Regions from separate parts of the Mus musculus genome. Here all the other regions are linked to region 3. Evidence: chromatin contacts called from public ChIA-PET and Micro-C data. All regions are on one chromosome and are shown on one strand. Each heading gives the region's core, a stretch centred on a gene start, on an enhancer-like site or on the middle of the called end of the contact. The rest is flanking DNA. Distances are from core to core; before and after follow the strand shown. Region 1 holds the start of Dapk2 (death-associated protein kinase 2). Region 2 has its middle 19 kb from the start of Gm39364. Region 3 holds the start of Usp3 (ubiquitin specific peptidase 3).

Region 1 (3,408 bases), core at 348-2,847, 430 kb after region 3:
TGACACCCATCTGGATGTGAACAATCCTCCCAAGGGGGCCCTGGGAATTCTCCTTCCTACCCATGGCCTTAATGGCAAGCAACACTCTAGGAGGTAACATAGACCTCCTGGGACCCCACAGAAAGGGACCTCCCAGTTACCTTTCCAGTTTACTCTCTTCCTCAGAAGTCAGCAGGCTGAGGAAGTGATACAGAGCACTCCCATCCCACGGTATCCTTGCTGTGGACTGGGGTTTGGGGTAAAAACTTAACATTGAAACAAAAGTCTGAACCCACTGGGATCGGGTCTAAGTCACTTGTTAGACAAAAGGAGAAATCTGAGGTCCAGAGAGGGAAAGGGACCTTTCCACCATGGCACAGCTAGGCCATCAAACTTCCCAGGGCTTCTCTTGATACCCACACAACTCCTCCATGGATGGCTCAGGACTGGAAAGCCAGTGGCTTCTGGGAGAACAGTTCCAAGGAGAAGGTGCCCAAGTTTGGCAGGGACAGGCAGTGGTTTGGAACACGTGCGCACATACACACACACATGAAGAATCCTCAGACTCAGGTCTGGGGAAACTGCCAGCAGTGCCAGCAGAAGGGAGGAGACTCTAGCATCACAGAACCCCTTTGGATGATCCCTGATAAGGATGTTGGGGCTCAGAAGGTCAGCCACCTCCCTGAGTTGACATGAGAAAAACTCAGTCTTTTAATAAAAGGTTCAGCTTCTTTGGGCAGCCGGACTGTTTGCCCCCCACATCTAACAGAATAGAAGGCTCTAGAGAAGCTGTCAGGGTTGGCTGGTTTATTCCCTCCAGCAGGTAGTTTGTTGTCCCGGGGCAACAGATACCCACCCATTCCTGACACTTCAGTCAAGCCTCCAAAGACAGCTACTGGTCTATCAATACCATGACTTTAGATGCCAAAAACTTAACCGGCGGGCAGGTGGAGACAGGGAGGGCTTTGAACCCAACTCTGAAGCAGTCAAGGTACCAGCCACTTTTAGTCAACAAAATTCCCCTAGGATGCCAAGCCAGTTAGTTGGGAACTAGTGTCAGAAACCAAAAGAGCTGCCCCCAGCTACCTTTAGATGACAGGGAACCAGGGAGTGTCCCTCCACCTGCCCGCAGCTGTTAGGCCACACTGGAGGTTCATTTCACAGGAAGCAACCTCCCGGGCTGAGGCGGGGAGGAGGAGGTGTGAGCCCACAGAGGCTGGGCTTGTTTCTCTCCTATTGGGGACTTTTGAGGGGGCCAAACTTGATGCATGGTTGTTTCCATTCTCCTGCCCAGATGTCAGGCCTCTGTCCGTCAATCCCCATCCCGTCTCTGGGACCAGAGTGTCAAGCTTAGGAGGCACCCCGAGGTAGTAGTAGCCTGCAGACTGGCCTCCGGGTGCCGTCCCAGCGCACAAACCACAGAACGGCTATATCCTAGACAGGCAATGCCCGACCACCCCAGCCACTGCTGCCGTCGAATCCCGCGGCCCGGGCGCTACTCACGGCGAAAGGCTGCGCTGCATGTGCGGAGAGCTGGACGTGCACCGGGGCGCGGCGGGGTGCGCGGCGCTCCGCTCTGCTCTGCTCCCTGCGCCCGGCGTCCGCCCGCAGAGCCGCCGAGGAGCAGAGGGGGCGGAGCGGCCAGCCCGGTCCCAGGCGCCGGCTGGAGGCGCGCCCGGACACTCGGCCCGGAGCTCGGGGCGCCCCCTGCTGGAACCCCCGCGGGACCGCCCCGAGGTGAGGACTTGGATGCTCGTCCCTTCCCGCCCTGTCTCTCACATGCTGTGCCACCTGGAACGAATCAACTTGAGTAAGCTAATGATCAACGCACTTCACAACCCAGCACAATTGCCAGAAAACAGAATTTCTCTGCCCTTCGTCCCCACCCACGCACACCCTGACTGATCAGATTCTCTGGGGACCTCGCTCCACACAAGGGTAGGAAGCTCTCATGTGCCCCACTCATTCCCGGCCCAGCTTGAAGACTGCCCATATTTGCCTATTACCACGCCAACCCTGGCACCATTCTTGAGTGTAGTCCGTGTATCACCATTAAGCCTGTCTTAATGAAGGACTTGGGAGTTGATTCTCCCTTCCTTTTGCAAATTATCAGAAGGAGAAAATATCAGTGGTAGCGTTGGTGGCTGGAAACAAAACTGAAGTTCAATGGTCTCCATTCAAGACCAGAGACATTTTAAGGATGGCCACCTAGAGCCTCCAGCCCTAAGTCACTGTGACAGCTAACACTGTCAATGTGACTGGATTTACAATCAGGAGATAAACCTCTGGGTATGCCTATAGGAATTTCTAGATTGTGTTTCCAGAGCTTTAGTGAGACCAGCCCTAGATGTGCACAGCAATGGTCCACGGGCTGGGGTCCAGGAATTAAAAAAAAAAAATCGGTGAGGAGAAACTGGCTAGTGAGGGCTGCTCTTCTCTGACCATTGCTGCAATATCTGGGACAGCCTCCGGGAAGATCCCAGACCTTTGCGTGTGACCTTTCAGATCTGTGCAGTTTAGAGGGCTCTCTGTGAACAGAGAACCAGGATTCACCTCATATTTCTCTCTCCCTCCCCCTCCCCTTCCCCTCCCCCCCCTTCCTGAGGCTGGGCACAATGTACCCAGCTGCGCCACGCTCCTGCTGCCATGATGGACTATACCCTATACCTTCTAACTGTGAGCCCGTTCTTGAGTTGCCTCCCCCACCCCTTGAGTACTTTCTCACAGCAACAAGAAAAGTAGCACAGATCCCCCCTTAGGGATCCTCCCTAGAGCTAAGGATGTAAGATTCTGAGTCATGGGTGTAGTCCAAAGTCCTGCCCTATCATCCATGTGTGGTCAGCCACCAGAAAGTGGGAACAACAACCCTTCTGGTAGCTTCCAGTGAAGTCCTGAGTAGCACTGGCGGAGGGTGACATGTGAAATGTGCCCAAGGAGCACACTACCCCTCAGCCTTTTCAACACCAGGAACCCTGAAAATGCCACTGAGTACCGCCCAACTCTCTCATTGTGTCTTGAACAGTCTCAGGGAAGATCCCAGACCTTCACTTGCGTGTGACTTTCAGGTTTGTGCAGGTTCTGGGGTTCTCCTCAGAATAGCATGCTAGAGAGAAGTAGCTACCATCTGATGGCTTCTGAAGTCAGTGGACAGAGGGAAGGACACACACACACACAGTGGCCACCACAGTAGCGAGGTCCCTCATCCTCCAACCAGCCCCAGATACCTCCTCCCCCATTTTTAAGTCTGTTGCTGTGTGACAAACCATCCTAGCCTTGCTGATACAAAACACAAATTTCATTATGCTCCTGCATTCCTGGAGTCCACTCTCTTAAAGCCACTCTACTCTGAACCCTGCCACCTCAGTTCAATTCTTTCTTGTCATTTTCCCTGACCATGTCGTAACTATGATTAAGGTTCACTTTCAACAA
Region 2 (3,373 bases), core at 403-2,902, 310 kb after region 3:
AAAGCTTGGCTATAGGGGAGAAGGAGTTCAAAAGCTGCTGCAGCCTCACAAGGAGCGTCAGGGCATCCCTAGTGCTACCCAGGGGTGCTCCGTCAAGCGAGTCTGCTCCTGGAAAGCAAAGCTCAGTCCCTGTCCCCATCCCCCACTCCCTGAATGAGTGAGAGCCAAATAGATAAGAAATTACAAGGAATAGCCCAGAAGTTGGGGGCACTCAGAAAAACAAATGATGAAGTTGGCCATCTGCCCTTAAAAAGGGATGACTATGCGCCTACTAGTCCCTCATCCCTACCATCAGAGTAGCATCTTCCATTGTAAATCTTTTCAAGGATGCAGAACCTGGGTTAGAAAGATGGCTCAGTGGTTAACAGAGCTGACTGTTTTTCCAGAGGACAAGGGTTCAATCCTTGTAGCTCTCACTACTGTCTGTAAGTCCAGGTGGTCTGATGCCCTCTTCTGGCTTCTGTGGAAACTGCATGCACATGGTGCACACTTATGTGCAGACAAAACAGCAATACACATTGGGGGGTTGAGGTGGGGGGAGATGCAGATGTGTTAGTTTGATTTCTGTTGTTTTTTTTTTTTCACTTTTTAAAAATGAGAACAGTGGGTTTTTTTTTTTAAGGTGTATTTATTTTATTTCTATGGGTACACTGTGGCTGTCTTCAGACACCAAAAGAAGGCACCAAATCCCATTACAGATGGCTATAAGCCACCATGTGGTTGCTGGAAATTGAACTCAGGACCTTTGGAAGAGTAGTCAGTGCTCTTAACTGCTGAGCCATCTCTCCAGTCACCTGTTTGCTTTTGTTTTAAAACAGTAATATAGCTCAGGCTAGCCTAAATTCACAACTCACTATGCAGCAAAAGATAACCTTGAATTCCTGGTCCTCTTGTTTCTGGCTCCAGAGTGCTAGGATTGCAGGCATGCACCAGCGTGTATGGTTTATGCAGTGCTGGGGCCTACGAAAGACCTCAGACTACCAACTTTCCACTGCTGTGACAGAAGGCCTATGATAATCAACAGAAAAAGAAGAAAGGATTATTTGGGCTCACAGTCTGGGAGGTTTAGGTCCATGGCTGCTTGCCTCTGCTGCCTTGGGGGTCTGTGGTGAGACATCATGACAGAAGCTGCTCATATATGACATCTAGAAAGCAAAAAGACAGAAATATTTGGGCATGGTATACACCTGGGTTCCCAGCTCAGGGGAGGCTGAGGCAGGAGGGTTGCAAGTTCAAGGCCAGCCTGGGCTACATAGTGAGCCCTTGTCTCTGAATGCAAACAAAACAAATGCCAACCCCCCTGGAAGCCTTAGTTTCCTAAGCTTTCTCAAGATGGCTGTGAGAACAGAAGGCAATAAAGACCTGGTGTGAGGCAGATGCTTCTAGAATGCAAACCACAGGGTGGGGGCGGGGGGAGTGGAGAGGCACAGGCAGACCGGCAAGAAGGCAGCAGCTGCTGCTGCTCTCTAGCAAGGCTCCTTTGCATTTGGCCGTAGGCAGCTGAAGGGGCCAGACAGGCGGAAAGCGAAGGTGCTTTGCAGCTGGGCAGTGAGGTTTCTTAACCAACCGAGCTTCACAGAATGTTCAGGATGTGGGCCGGCCCCCAGCATGCACTGGGGAAAACCAAAGGACGAGAAACAAGAGGCATGTCACGTCAAGGGCCTTGCTCATCACATATCACATGTCACCAGAGTGGTTGGCAGAGGCAGCAAACAACACCATGGGAACTCCATCTCCTTCTTCCATTTGCTCCATCCAGCCTACTCACTGATGAATTTATGTTTTACGCTAGTCCATAAAGCACAGTTGTTAGGACAGAAGCCACTTTCTGAGTGCAGTACACTAAGTGCCGCCATGCTTTAGCTAATCCAACCGAATAGTCATAGGAGCCCTGCGGGGAAGATATTGGCATGCCCCCGTTTTACAAATGGGAAAGCTGAGGCCCAATACCTTGGTAAATAAATAAATAAATAATCACCCAGCTAAGAAGATGTCAGAAATGTCATTCAAACTCTGAGACCTAACCTGACTCTCAGGCCAGGGTTTTCAGATCAGTACCGTGGACCTAGGCTAGAAGACATTTTCATATTTTCTTTTTTCTTTTTTTTTTCCCCCTTGAAACCGGTCTATGTAGCCCTTGCCAGAACATACTATCTAGACCAGGCTGATCTTGAACTCACAGAGATCCACCTGCCTCTGCCTCCTAAGTACTGACATTAAAGACACATGCCAGCACATCCTGCTGGGAGACACTTTCTAGGGAAAAGAGGTAAGTACCTACAGGCTTTGGAGGAGCAGGAAAGCCCACCTCCTGGGCCAGTGTCCAGTGAGGAGGGGGTAAGAGACATTGCCTACCATCACCCAGCAGTGGGCATGGAGAGAGGCACTACACCCCTCCATCAGTGCCCTTCTCTCAGTAGAGACCTCAGCTGCCTCCTAGCAGTTTGGGGGAAAACCAATTGTGCCCTAGGCTCTAAGGCACTAAGCCTTAGGTATAGACAATCACAATTTATCCTGGTCCCCCCACCCCCCTCGATCTAGGGATGTGCATGCAGACCAAGAAAGGCTTTGCTGTGGTTTCAGAATGTCTGTGCTCACTTCCTGTAAAGACATATGCAAATTACTTTTCTCATTGCTGAGACCTAACACCTGGTCAGAAGCAACTTAAAGCTAGGAGGCATGGTGGCTCACACCTCTGTGAGTCTGGGAGCAGCTTGGTCTATATTGTGAATTAATTCCAGACCTGCCTGCCAGGGCTACCTAGTGAGACCCTGTCTCAAAAGAAAAAAAAGAAAAAGGAAGGAGAAGAAATAGAAGAAGGTCTATTTTGACTTACAGTTGGGATACAGTGCATCGTGGCAAAGGCATACAAGCAGGAGTGTGAAGTGGCTGGCCACACTGTGTCTGCTGTGTGGAAGCAGAGGCAGACAGATGCTGGGGTTCAACTAGATCTCTGTTTGTTATGTAGTCCAGAACCCTAGCCCCATGAATAGCATCCACAGCTGCAGTGGGATTCTCCAGCTTAGTTAACCTAAACTAGAATCTCCCTCACTGACACGCCCAGATATTTGTCTGGAGGGGATTCTGGATCCTGTCAACTTGGCAACTTCAACTCTCGAAGTATCTTTCTGCCTGATGCTCTCAGTTGAGTAAACATTGTAAAGTAGTTTTGCCTCCCCCTGGACAAGTATTAGGATAAAGGACAAAAAAGCCTGGTCTGTTTAAAATACTCAACCTGTTGGAAAGGTGAGAGGTGTGGCCCTGCCCTTCCCCCACAGAGGCCTGGGCTGAAGTACCAAGAACCCTGTGGAGACATCATAGCTACTCCTGGCCCAGAGGAGCCACCCAGGCATCAGGCCAGTGCCCTGGGTAT
Region 3 (3,682 bases), core at 800-3,299:
TTGAAAAACCAAAAAAAAAAAAAAAAAAAAAAAGGCAGGAAACCAGGCAGACTTGTTTGCTACCTTATGGCTCTCCAAGAGGAAAACAGACATTAAACAAATAATTACATACATACAAGAAGACAAGAAGAGTGTTTTTGAAAGGTCCTGTAGGGGTAGTCAGCACAGCTCTCACAACACCCTGGGAGGTAACCTGGGGCTGGAGAAGAGTCAGGAAAGGCCTCTGGTAGGAGGTAGGAAGTGATGTTATGTGAGGTCTAGGGGATTTGAAAAACGTTTCTCAGAGGTTGAAAAGAACTACATACTAGTAGGAAAGACAGCGTGGGTCAGGCTCCACACTGAATGAGGGGCTGTGGGTTCACTGAATGAGGGTCAGTGCCCAGAGGACTCTGAGAAGGTTGCTTGAGAAAGACTTGTGAAACAAATAGATGGAAGAGACTGAATAGGGTTCAGATACTGTTTATTCTCCTCTCTCGTCCCAAGGAAGCAGTCATCTCCTTTTTTTTTTTTTTAATAAGAAAAACAAACCTTATCTGTTAATTACTACAGGTTAGGAATTCACACAGATAAGTACTGTTTTGCCAGTGGATAGGCGAGGAAAAAGAGTCGAGAGGACTAGCTAAGGTTTGCCATGAAGTACCTGCCAGAGCTGATCTGAACAACTTTCCACAATTTCTCACCATCAAAACCCGTCCAAGCCTTGTTTTGACAGCAATCATATACAACTTGGGGAAGTGGTAGAGTTGCTTGGACTGAGGAATCTGAAATACCACCCTGGGCAGAGATGTCCTAGGTGGGTGGACACTATCAGGCAGAAGGCTACAGGGTGCAGTAGTGGGGTGTACGGAAGTGGCTTAAGGGGTGCTAGAGGCGTGCACTTCAGGGAGGTGCCCAGTGCTAACTAACCACTATCCGGCCCAGCCAGTTAATCATTTCCTGACCTTTCCTTTCCTGCCCCATGGATTGGCACATTGTTCTTCCCTCTCCACTTGCTTGTCAGGGGATGAAGGAAAGAAGCCCCTTTACCAGGTTAAACACCACCAACCAAACAAAGAAAGAAAGCCCAACTTTGGAGGCTAGATTTGTGGGAGCCCCAGATATCCTCAAGGCAGAGAATGTGAGGTGGCAGGCTCTCTACCTCTAGACGCTCCTCCTGTCTTCTTCACTTCTTTCTAGAGAGAGATTTGAAGCGGGGGGGGGGGGGGTGCGGGGGTCCAATCTTCCTAAAGCAAATTATACTCTTGGTTTCACTTTTTGTTAAAAAGGGGACCGTAGCAGCAGCTTGAGAGGGTGTTTTGAGGATTAAATGAGGTGTGGTATGCAAAGTGCCTGGCTGGGAGCCAGGTGGGCTTCTAACAAATGTTACACTGCCTCTTTTTATTACCTAGCACCCGCGACCTTGTACAGCAAACTGGATTATTTCGTTCAACTTCAAGAGGTATAGGTATGAAAATACCCACAATGGGCAGGAGATATCAGTGAGTCATAACGGCATGGCGTGGACCCCGAACACAGGCGTTCCGGTGGGCCCAGCCGTGCAGTATCCCGGTGACACACTCAGGCCAGAGTTCAGAACTCAGAACAGTTCCGGACCCCGCCTGCTACCGGGAGAACACGAAAGTCAGGACTGTTCTGGGCTCTTTGCAGCCGGCTGGGCCATCGAGGGCCACGCCCCAAAAGTCTGTTTCTTCCTGTGTAAAATGGGGCTTCAATGCACGTCGGTGTGAGTGGTTTTCATTTTCCGTACTCTTTGCGGTGTGGTCACATATTCTACCTCGCTGTTGTAGCCAACTCACTGCAGTAGAAGCAGCGGTCCCGACCGCTCTGCCCCGGATGAGTACCCACACTTGTCGGGTTCCCAAGAATCGGCTGCAGCGGCCGGGGGCAGATTTCGGAAAGTCACTTCACATCCCCGTAGGACTTTACACTAGCTGCTAGCACTGGGTGAGCACCAATGCCCCGCCCACTGACTAGTGTGGGGGCGGGGCCCGGGCTGGCCTGGGGGCGTAACCAGCAGGGTGGGCGGGGCCGCCGGAGAAGGCGGAAGCCTACTGTCCCTGGGCGGCGGCAGAACCAGGAGTCCGGATTTTCACGTTCTCCGGAGCGGGGCGCCGGGAGACGGCGGATGGCAAAACCCGGCGCCCGGAAGCCCTTGCTTTCTTTGACGCAAAGGCTCGGGACCCAGAAGCCGCCGTCTGCCCAGTGCCGGGTCAGAAGCGACCCCAGACGGAGCCTCTGAAGTCCCTCCGCCCCAGAGCCTCGGCTGTCCCCGCCGCCGTCCTCGTGGCCATGGAGTGTCCGCACCTCAGCTCCAGCGTCTGCATCGCCCCGGACTCAGCCAAGTTCCCCAACGGCTCCCCGTCGTCCTGGTGCTGCAGCGGTGAGTGCGGCTCTGGGGCTGGCCGGCCGCGCACCCGAGGTCCCGGCTCTGGCCCGGGCCTTGCCGTCGAAGGGCCGCGGGTGCGGGGCAGCGCGCGGCCTCGTTGGGGGGGGGGGGAGGCTGAGGGGAGCAAGCGGGCCCGGCGCGCGGGGCGAGGGGACGCGGCGCGGCGCGGCGGGCGCGGTGGCGGCTCCTTTGTTTCGCGCGGCCCGACGGCCGGGCCGGCTGAGGAGAGGCCCGCGGGGGCCTGAGGCGAGCGCGCAGCGGCGGGATGACGCGGCGGCTCGCACCCCAAGGCTCCGCGAACCTAAGGGCCGGCTCCGCGCGCGGCCGCACGTGTGGCGGGGTCGGGCTCGCGGTCCCCCGTGGGCCGGACAGGCAAAGCGCCGCTCTGCGGGCGCAGCTTTGTCTGGACTGCCGGCGCGCGAGCCCCTTTGGGTTGCGTTTCCTCGGGTTCCCACAGGCTCCTGCCTCCCCCGCAGCCCCTGAGCGGACTGCGCTGGGGGCTGCTCACCTCGGAGTCTCTCTTCAGCCTGTGAGGGTGAAGTTTGAAAACAGGCTGCGGGCTCCGAAAGCTCCGGAGAAGGCAGCCAACAGCTGCTTTGGAGGGGCGGCTCGAGGTTGGGTGTTTTGGGTTTTTTTGTTTTTTTTTGTTTTGCCTTTCGAAGATTGTTCCGAGGCAGTTTTTCGGGTTGGCAGGGATTTCGTTGGGAATTCCCGAGTGCGTGTAAGACACTTCGTAGGTTTATGTTATGCCTTCGAGTTGCTTAAGCGTTAACTCCTTCTGCTTCCTTGGAAGCCCCGGTGCCCTCTCATTGTCTGCCGGGACTTAAGGTCGGACGGGCCACCCGGCTTTGATTACTTCCTGGTAGGGCCCTGGTGCCGACGCTGGTCTTTGTTTATGAGCTTTAAGATTATCACTGGCAGCTTGGGCTGTAGTGTAAAATGTGAATCGTGTGCATCAGAAATCAAGTTCATCTGCAAGGCTGAAAAGACGGTGGGACGATTCAGCAGAGTGGTCTTTCAGCCTGGGTTGGATTGGAGCTAGGAAGGTAGTTTAGGGACTGCTTTAATACTTTTGACGTACTACTTCTTCAAAGGGGATTATATTCTTGAAGCAAAATATACGGGGTAACACAAGGAAAACTGTCCTCCAGGATAAGGAATAGAAATAACTGCAGTTTTCTGGAGCTCCAAGACTTGGTGTCTTGCTTACCTTTGTAAAGTCAGGTGTCTTTCTTCTGTTCTGCATGAAGCCTTTAAAGATTAATAAGTTAATTGGTTTCACAGGACAGTATTGCA

Evidence for each region. A called contact is a pair of places that touch in the nucleus more often than the background predicts. ChIA-PET counts read pairs in DNA pulled down with a chosen protein or histone mark.
Region 1: a contact with region 3 is called in a Micro-C map of embryonic stem cells, with 4 times the contacts expected there. The contact joins the promoter of Dapk2 here to the promoter of Usp3 in region 3. A contact is called at or near these places in 16 of 39 promoter capture datasets (the 3T3-L1 cell line, 3T3-L1-derived adipocytes, the C10 cell line and 11 more), 2 of 15 datasets of contacts at CTCF or cohesin (CD8 T cells and pro-B cells), 5 of 484 Hi-C or Micro-C datasets (B cells, the G1E-ER4 cell line, cardiomyocytes and 1 more) and 3 of 115 datasets of contacts at active chromatin or transcription factors (astrocytes, embryonic stem cells and trophoblast stem cells).
Region 2: an RNA polymerase II ChIA-PET map of memory CD8 T cells shows a contact between it and region 3, with 132 read pairs. The contact joins the enhancer-like site here to the promoter of Usp3 in region 3. A contact is called at or near these places in 7 of 39 promoter capture datasets (the C10 cell line, the HPC-7 cell line, erythroid cells and 3 more), 3 of 484 Hi-C or Micro-C datasets (Th1 cells, muscle stem cells and pre-B cells), 2 of 115 datasets of contacts at active chromatin or transcription factors (effector CD8 T cells and memory CD8 T cells) and 1 of 9 other capture datasets (liver).

What each region holds. Positions count from the first base shown.
Region 1 is chr9:66,156,415-66,159,822 of GRCm38.p6, reverse strand. It overlaps Dapk2 (death-associated protein kinase 2), which reads right to left and starts at 1,597. Exons shown (of 12, transcript NM_010019.3): 1 at 1,483-1,597.
Region 2 is chr9:66,279,865-66,283,237 of GRCm38.p6, reverse strand. No RefSeq gene overlaps it. Among named protein-coding and RNA genes, the nearest start is that of Gm39364, 19 kb to the left of the region's middle. Within about 2 kb of position 1,652, at least 72 of the 459 cell types and tissues checked have an H3K27ac peak or open chromatin away from gene starts, as enhancers often do. A contact at or near this core is called in Th1 cells, effector CD8 T cells and memory CD8 T cells, where this site is marked.
Region 3 is chr9:66,591,482-66,595,163 of GRCm38.p6, reverse strand. Usp3 (ubiquitin specific peptidase 3) reads left to right here and starts at 2,049. Exons shown (of 15, transcript NM_144937.4): 1 at 2,049-2,380. The coding sequence starts at 2,290.